Linked DNA regions of Mus musculus: region 1 is linked to region 2. The links are chromatin contacts, called in public HiChIP or PLAC-seq maps. All regions are on one chromosome and are shown on one strand. Each heading gives the region's core, a stretch centred on a gene start, on an enhancer-like site or on the middle of the called end of the contact. The rest is flanking DNA. Distances are from core to core; before and after follow the strand shown.

Region 1 (4,453 bases), core at 1,491-3,990, 34 kb after region 2:
TTCCTCAACTCAGGGAATGTTAATAGTGGTAGAATTTAGAGGCTGAAAAATTCAAGTATCCTTCCAAGTTACACCATAAATGTTTAGTATTAAAAAATGCTTTATTAACAAAGGTAAGATATAACAGGTTGACTCATTAAATTTTTAGTTGCTGCTTCTAGGGCAAACAAAGATCAAATCATATCTACCAAATTTTCACATAATTTAGTCACTCTGCTGTACAACTCGGTTTCTTATTTATATGAAGTACAAAGAATGACTGGTGAAGAACTAGGGTTTATTCCTTTGCTTTGCGTCTCTTACACTGTGTTGTTAGGAAGGAATTGAAGAAGTGGCAAAGGGTATTAGTGAAACTTGGCAAATTTAGCAGGAAGACCACGTTCTTGTTCTTGGCAAGGAAGTATCTCTCCTGAGGAATAACAGGACTCAACTAGATCTGCAAGTCAGAACTGCCTGTGGAGCCGACTCAGTGCTGACTATACTCCAGTCTGATACAGAACATCTGAGTCTACAAGTGGGACCCATATATTCTATGCAGAGCTCTACACATGATTCTGCTGTCTGCCCAAAGTTAAGAAACACTGATGGAAGACCTGTGGGAAATCCGAAGAGATGAAAAGGACAGCAGTGGAGGAGGAAAATGTCTTCTCCACTTGTTTTTCTTATGAATTTTGTTGGCAGGTGTTATTTTAGTGATATGCTATAAAACAAACCACTCACAACCATGATAAGATAAACAAGTAATTTTTTTGGAGGGGATAGAATTTAGATCAGTTGAAGAACTGTCTTTTAAAATTTAGTTTGCTTTCACTGCTGATAGATGGCTAGACAGTTGCATGCCATCTACTTAAATGTGTGCCAGATGATCAATTTGTTAATTTATTAAAATTGTCACATAAATGTATTTCTCTTTTAAGATATAAATGAAAGTAGAAAAGACTACTGTAAATAATTCAGAGAGCCACATAAACTGGTTTATGACCAAATTATCTTTTCAAGTTATGAATATTCCACACTCTCAAAGACTTGACAGGGTTTCACTATGTAGCTCTGGCTGTCTTGGAACTCACAGAGGTCCACCTGCCTCTAGGACTAAAGGCATGTGCTACCCCAACCAGTCTATTTATTTTAATTTTTATGTGTATGATGTTCTGTCTGTGCACTAGGGAGGCCAGAAGAAGGCTTCAGATTCCTTGGAACTGGAGTTTACAGACACTTGGGAGTTGTCACTGGGTGCTGAGAACTAAAAGCAAGTCTTTTGAAACATCAGCCAGAGAATTCTTAACAACAGAGCAATCTCTTACAGCTCCCCATATTGTTTTCTGAAGGCAGTTATCAACCTGAAAGATTTGTTCAACAATTAAGTGCATTATAGGCTGGCTATTTTTGTTCTCTTAAAAAACCTTCAGCATGACTGAATAAAAGATTAACTCATTGACCCAGGGTATCAACAAAACATGATCAGAAGGGAATAATACTCTACTGACTATATAAACTATGACTTTTGAAAAAGAACAAACCTAGAGACTGAACCTAGACCAACTTCTGTACTGTTGTTAAAGCATGTGAATGATCTGCCTTACATTTTTGTCTCTATAATTTCAGAACCAAAAAAGGTCATCTCCCTGGGACACACTACGATCTTTGTTAGAATTATGTGCCTAAAAGGTTCCTGAAAGCCAGATTACAACCAAGTAGTCTCTTCTAACTAATTAAAACAGTTAAATGTATAATGAAAGGATTTAAAAAGGAAACTTAGCTAACTATAATGTAGAATCTAAGAAAGGGTCTCGTCATCCTTTGGTCTGACCTAACATTTCAGATGAAGGGACTCAAGGAAGCCCAGGAAACTTTGAAGTTAATGGCCAGAGGGCAGTTCTCCCTCCCACCTCTGAAAGGCAGCTTCTTCTCTCCTCCCACTTTGCCACTTGCGCCAACTTCATCCCTGATCCCAGAAATCATAATCTATCCTTACTATTTGGAGAATCTGCTTTTTGGAGACTGCTACATATCTTTCTGGGTATTTAGACAAATATGGGCTTGAAAGCCCTTCTAACTTTTCTGTTTCTAGTAGGGTAACCCAACTGTACAAAGATGTTTAAAACACCTGTATTGGGCTGGTGAGATGGCTCAGTGATTAAGAGCACCGAATGCTCTTCCAAAGGTCCTGAGTTCAAATCCCAGCAACCACATGGTGGCTCACAACCATCCGTAACGAAATTTGATGCACTCTTCTGGAGTGTCTGAAGACAGACTACAGTGTACTTAACTTATAATAAATAAATAAAGTTAGATAAATAAATATTAAAAAAAAACCCCACCTGTATTTGGCTCAGAGCTGATATTTCAAAACTCATTGGACTCAGGATTGTTTTTATTCAAATATAATTGAAGATCATACAGTGTTTGTCTATATGGACTACCTCTGTGAATATTTAAGATATCAAAACTCAACTGACTATTATTTACTAATTCATTTAAATATTAAGCAAGCAGAGAATACCTACTCTTAATACAAAGTTCAGTAACAACAGAGCCACAACTCTCTCTCCTCTGTTTTAACTGCAATAGGCTTGGAATCTTGTATTTGTTTTTCCATTCAACCAGCTGCAGTGTGTCGTTCTGACTGAAGGACAGGAAGAAAACTGCTTTCATAAAGGAAAGACCTAGGGACCCTCTGAAAGGTCACATGAAACCACTGTGGGTTCACAGCAGGATTCCTAGAAATAACTCTTCAACAGTCTGCTGCAGAGACTGTGTTCTCATCTTTTCAACTTTCTTCTACAAAGCAGAAAGGAGACAGATCTGTGCAGAGAGCACAGGATGACTAAAAATATCCTCCTTTTCTTTTGTCTTTCCTCTTCCAATTGGCCCATAATTATGAAGTTCTTTCTAGTGTGAGGAAGGTCTATTTCCAATTTTGGCTCAAATAAAAGTGTGAGCGAGTCTTTCTGTTATGAATAGCATATTCTCATTCTCTCTCTCTCTCTGAATAAGTTTGCAAAACTTAAAAAAAAAAAGAGCAAGATACACAGACCATTTGAACATAAATTTTTGGTTTTTTTTTTGTTTTTAGACAGGGTGTCACCTAACTCTGGCTGTTCTTGTCACAGAGTTATACCTGCTTCTACCTTCTTTTTTTTTTTTTCTTTCCATTTTTTATTAGGTATTTAGCTCATTTACATTTCTGCTTCTACCTTCTGAGTGTTGGGACTAAAGGTGTGCACTACTAAGCCCAGCAAAGTATTTTAAAATAATTTTTAATAACACTCAAACAATTTATGATATATATTGTTTAAATATACTGAAACTGGTTTTGCAATAAGTTTTTTTAAAGAGAAGAAAAAAGACCATTTACACAAAAAATAAGAGACAAAGTCTCACTTTGTAGCTCTGGCTGTTCTGGAACTATATAGACAGGCTGGCTTCAAACTAATAGAGGTCTATCCAGTTGTTCAGCTTTCTAAGTGCTGGGATTAAAGGCATGTGCAATTATGCCTGGCTTACAATGTTATTCCTGTGAGTAGTGGGAACTGTGAAAGTACTGTAGTTAAGCCCTTCAGTGTATTTCTCGTAAGCAGTCACTAGTTTAGGACTGAAGAATGTGACCAACTGAGATACCTCCTCAATTCTTACCATCCACAAAATAGATCCAGACAACTGTTCAAACTGATGGGACCCACTCCACCGAGATTTCACTGTGGCTAGACCAAAGTCACCTATTTTTACCGTGAGGTCTTCATGAAGAAATATATCTGAGGTGCAGTAAGTAAAGGAAAAAAAAAAAAACAGATTGCATTTTCCTATTAGAGAAAGCATTTTGAAGATTTCAGGTAAAAGAATTACTTTCCATAACTCTATAGTACTATATTTTCTTTTTAAAATACAGAGATTCGTATGTCCTCTGAAAGTCAACAAATATGTTTTGAGCAAGACCTTTGTTCTATTTAGCTTACACGACCTACTTTTAAGCTGTCCCAGGCCTGAAGTATGTGAGCATAAGGTTAAGATACTTCCAAGCCTATGGGGGACCTGGGGACGTTCTAATTTGATTTGGCCCAGATACACTTTAACTCTGCTGGGAAAGCGGCCCAGGCTCTTTATGAGAATACAGTGATGTCAGAAAGGAGCTCCGTGGACTGAGACACAAAAAGAAAAATCGTTTCTTCATGTCTGTTAAATAATTTTCTTAGGTTTCAAATCTCATCTACTACTAAGCCAGTTAGATGAGCTAAAGCAGTTGCCACAAAAATACTCACTTTATAGGGCACATAGGATCTAAGCAAGCAAGACAGCAAGCCCTACTATGATAAAGACCCGTGACAGGCTTTCCTACAGCGCCCAGCCATGCAGAAACCCCATCAGGCTGAATCCTACTCTATTATACTCTCATGCAAATTGGTTCATTTTCTTTATAGCATATGAAACGTAGCACAAAACTAGTTTTACATAA
Region 2 (4,727 bases), core at 187-2,686:
TTCTTCAAATCAACCAACCCAAACCATAATGTACCAGGGAAGACCTTGTTGGAATCAATATTCTTGGTATCACACACACCCCTACCCACTAGATCATAGCGAAAGTAATCCTGCAAAGCAACATATTATTATTATTATTATTAATTTTTCTTTTGGTAAAATGTGCCATAACTTACAGTGGCCTTGCAAGCACACTAGGGCGGGAAGTTCAGTTGTTATTCTAATACAGGTGATGACTGTGTCTCATCCTATTGGTAGAGTGCGACCTCAGACTCTGCCATGGTTGGATAGTTCCTAATAGATGCAAAGGAAGGAGGGAAGGAAGGGGTCCATAGCTCTTGTCGTCAGAATGGAAGGCCTTTGTGTAAACAGGTTTTCCAGATGATTAAAATACTTGAATAATTTTACAAGGTGGAGATTATTAGAGTATTGACTGTTGGTGTGCTAGCTACTGTTTATAGAAAAAAGTCCGTTTCTCACAACCTCTTGGGGTTAGGAGTAGTCTTAGGTTTGGAGTCTATCCAGATTTCAACAGAGGCAATACTGAGAGAAAAAAGCAGGCCGAGGAAGGCGGACTATTTTAATAGCCAGTGGAGCCTTTGTTTCTTGAAGGAAATCTGAAGTGAGTGAAAAAATTAGTTTTTCTGGAAAGATGACAGTAGGCTATCCTATAGACCTAGTAACTCGGAACAGATATGTATGTCTTGTTTTATGAGGATGAGCTTGAAAATTCATATTCCCTCCCCACTAATGGCCGGAGACTGAGCGCATCTGCGCGTCTACGTGCATCTATTTGTGTTACAGCTCCCACTGCGAGTACATTTCTACGGCTGAAGTCAGGTCTCGATTTGTTGCCATCTTGGTGTTGCATCTTAACTGGACTGCCCTCATGTCCTTATTTTTCTGCTTGCTTATTACATTAATAACAAGAGGAAATGCCAAAAAACCTCGAATTGGCTAAGGCTCGAGGCGTTAGGAACTTTCCCCCATGTTCCTGGCCGACTTATTCCGAGTGTGCCGGGTTGGGTTCCTCAGGTGATTCCCGTGCCACCAGTCCAGGTTCTGAAATTTAACACCCTGGCTGATTAGTCATTCAGAACAATGCTGAAACAACGATGCTATAAAATAAACATTGCGATGTTATAAAATAAACATTGCGTGGTTCAGAAAGGGCTTAGGCCTTTAACAAGGGCCCACAGTGGCAAGAACATGCATGAAAGCACCGTCTATATGAGCCAAAGCAGGGAGCAGCAGTAAGGTCAGCCAAGAGCACCTTGCCAGGCTGTGCCACGAGGCAGCCAGGGCTCCTCCTGAAGGACGACCTATCTGCCCGTTAACCTGGAGCCTCTAAGGTCCGCCAATGGCTTGAACTTGTCCCCTGTGGCCTACCATCAGCCCGGGTAGAGACGCAGTGCGACGCAGTGACGTCACGGGCCGGGACTCGGGGAAGTGACGCATCAGGGGTGGGAACTGCAGTCTTGCTAGTATGTCTGCGCTCACCCGTCTGGTACCTTTCGGCCGCGTCGGAGGCCGCCTGCTCCGGGGCTGCCGCGCGCGGGCGGCTGGAGACAGTGGAGTCCGTCAGTGAGTGTCGGGCGGGGGCGAGGGTTCGGCCGGCTTGAACAGGCAGCGCTGCCATCCGGACGCTGTCACCTTGAAGCAGTCGCCCGGGAGGGTGCGTGAAACTCCGCTGCCGCCCGAGGCATGCTGGGTCTTGTAGTTTTGCCTGGACCGAGACTGGCCTTTTAGTCGGCTTGGTGGGCTAGAGGTGAAGGGATGGCGCAGGGTTGCGGGAGAGAGGCGTTAACTAAGACCCGAGTGATAAGAATCCAGTCCCGCACAGTCTCCCGGACTGAGCCTTCCAAGCAGCTGGCTAGTGGAGGTCCCGAGCGCATGGAGACGGGTGGAGATGGGCTCAGAGACAAGACGGGTCCAGGCAGGGCAGACACGGAGACCTTGAGTCAGTAAGGTAGTATAGTCTGTTCTTTTCACCATTAGGTACATTTTTACGATTAAAATTTGGCACTTTTTTTGAGCCTCACTGTGTAGCCTCGACTGACCTGGAACTCATTAGTGATCCTCCTGTCTCTGCTTTCGGAGTGCTGGGATTAAAGGCGTGCGCCCCCAAGTCAGTGTTTAGATTTGGCACTTTAAATCCTAGATTGGATGCTGTGTCTTACTCATTTTGCCTTCTCTCCACCCGAGATTTGTAATACTTATAGCTTTATTTTGTTGTATTGATCTGTCTCTCAGTCTCTGTCTGTCTCTGTCTCTCTGTCTCTGTCTCTCTCTCGCTCGCATATAACCTGGCAGGTTTTGTCCACCGAGATTTCTTTTAAGATCTTCATACCGTTTTGGGGATGCTTCCCGTCCAGTTTCACTACTTAGCTTGGATTTCCCTTACCTCCAACGGGGGAAGAAGGGTTCCACTATTCATCTAAGTTCCCAGCCCTTGGTTTGGGTTTTTGGGCCACAAAAGGTCCAACCCAGCAATAGTTCAGGTGGAAACTTACCTGAAGTTTGGCTTCTGGTAACTAAGTTTCAGTTTCCTTCTCGTTGATTTATTATTACTTTTCGCCCTTTCATTATGGGGCTACAGCTTGATTCAGGAGTCTAATGATAGACCACTTGTCTTGGGTCTCTGAGTCGTCAGAGTGGGATCCCTGTGAATGCCAGCTTCAGTACTGGCTTCCCAGGCATTTGTGCTCAGTTACTGATACTTTTTTTTTTTTTTTTAAGATTTATTTATTTATTATATGAAAGTACATTGTAGCTGTCTTCAGACACTTCAGAAGAGGGAGTCAGATCTCGTGTACGGATGGTTGTGAGCCACCATGTGGTTGCTGGGATTTGAACTCTGGACCTTCGGAAGAGCAGTCGGGTGCTCTTACCCACTGAGCCATCTCACCAGCCCCCCAGTTACTGATACTTGAAAAAGGACCTTTTATTTATTTCATTTTAGCATCATGTTTATTTTAATTGGGAGACCCCTCAGGGTATCTAGATTGCCACAGTGCACTTAGTCTGGCTGAAGCATGACACACAAGTGTTTATTGAGATTTTGCCTTCCTCCTTTCCTCCCCCCACCCCTTTTGGGGACAGGGTTTCTCTGTGTACCCCTGACTACCCTGGAGCTCACTTTGTAGATCAGGCTGTCTTCAAACTCGCAGAGATCTGCCTGCCTCTGCTTCCAGAGTCCTGGGATTAAAGGTGTGTGCCACTATGGTCTGGCTGCACAGGTAGATCTTGGGTAATAACTGTTAAATACAGTTGGCAAACAAGGGAATTACAGAAGCGGCTCTGCTATGTTCTTTAAGTTGTGAAGCAATGACAGCTGACAGAATGGCTAAAAGGAACAGGTGAACATGCTGTGGGGAGGCCTTGTCAGAGGACCAGGAGTTTGAGGCCAGCCTGGCCTACACAGGGAGATCCTGTCTATAAAGGACTAGAGCATGGTGATGGCATTCCTTTAATCTCAGCGTGCAGGAGGCAGAGGCAGAAGGATGATGAGTCCCTGGCCAACTTGGGCTAAATAGTGAATTCAAGGACAGCCTGGGCCACATGGCGAGGTTGCCTCGTTAAAAATCACCTCTCACACCATCGATAACTAAGATCTCATTCAGAGCCTTCCAACTGGACATGCTATCAGCTGGGCAAACACTTACACAAAAATAGATCTTTATCACCAAGACAACTTTAGCTGGTTGGAATTTCAACGGAGGGTTATGGTTTGTGTCTGTGTGTGTATATGTGTGTGTGTCACTTGGGACCAAACCCCTGTTAGGCAAGTACTATATCATCGTGCTATACCCCAAGCACAAGAGTTAGGTCTTTAGTTAATAAAATGGAAAATAAAAACAAAATTATTTAATGTTATTCGCTTGTAGGCAACATTCTTGGGCTTTGTCATCAAAATGCTTATGATCACATTTGTAAAACTGTAAGTCAGCATCTGTCACATAAAGGTGTCTTATAAAGTTCAGACAACAGCCATAAAGTCCAGCGCGGTGCACGTGGTGAATACTGAAGAGCTAGCTAGCGATCTTTCAGAATGGGAGGGAATAATAGAAACAGTCCCAGCTGGTCAACAACCACCAGGGCTGAAGAGCTGGTTCAGTGGGTAAGAACGGGGGTGGGGTGGGGGGGCGGGGCGGGCAGAACTTGAGTTTGGATGCCAGCACCCAGAGGGAGAGCCAGGAGTTGCCATCTGCATATAACCCCAGTGCTGCAGGACACTGTCAAGAAGATCCTATCTCAAGGGGATGTAGTCCAGAGTGACTGAGCGAGACTCACTCTTCTGCTAGGACAAAAAGATAGGCAGAGGTTGGGGAAGAACCATAGGAAAATTGCTACTTAAAAATTCTACAGGAACTTTTAGTGCATTTTTTGCTATGCTGGACTGAAAATATGTAGAACATATTTTATATAGGCACACTCAAGATTTTTATATCTGGTTCATATGCATCAGCATATGGTTTGCTGCTGAATAGGTGATAGAAATACCTACATTAAGTATAAATTACCTCATTTACATTAGAGTCAACTTACACTTACCACAGTCCCAGTTGAAAGTGTAGCCCTTATGGAGTGTATGCCCCAGCTTGCCAACAAATGCCTGCATGACACCTAGCTGATTTTAGTCAGGCTTATTGTTGCAGCTTCTTTGCTTTTTTTTCAGAGGAATAAGAATTTTAAAAAAGATTTTCTCATTAACTTTCCTATATGAT

Evidence for each region. HiChIP or PLAC-seq counts read pairs in DNA pulled down with a chosen protein or histone mark.
Region 1: a contact with region 2 is called in an H3K4me3 HiChIP or PLAC-seq map of the 230-238 cell line, with 28 read pairs. The contact joins the enhancer-like site here to the promoter of Ndufb2 in region 2. A contact is called at or near these places in 3 of 39 promoter capture datasets (cranial neural crest, embryonic stem cells and macrophages), 1 of 15 datasets of contacts at CTCF or cohesin (CD8 T cells), 5 of 115 datasets of contacts at active chromatin or transcription factors (the 230-238 cell line, the SCID.adh cell line and embryonic stem cells) and 2 of 9 other capture datasets (adipose tissue and pancreatic islet).

The regions. Positions count from the first base shown.
Region 1 is chr6:39,624,086-39,628,538 of GRCm38.p6, forward strand. It overlaps Braf (Braf transforming gene), which reads right to left. Exons shown (of 22, transcript NM_139294.5): 18 at 3,637-3,755. The region is part of intron 1 of Gm34389 (a long non-coding RNA gene); the gene reads left to right. Among named protein-coding and RNA genes, the nearest start is that of Gm34389, 9.8 kb to the left of the region's middle. Within about 2 kb of position 2,741, at least 10 of the 459 cell types and tissues checked have an H3K27ac peak or open chromatin away from gene starts, as enhancers often do. A contact at or near this core is called in the 230-238 cell line and CD8 T cells, where this site is marked.
Region 2 is chr6:39,591,129-39,595,855 of GRCm38.p6, forward strand. Ndufb2 (NADH:ubiquinone oxidoreductase subunit B2) reads left to right here and starts at 1,437. Exons shown (of 4, transcript NM_001358797.1): 1 at 1,437-1,584. The coding sequence starts at 1,487.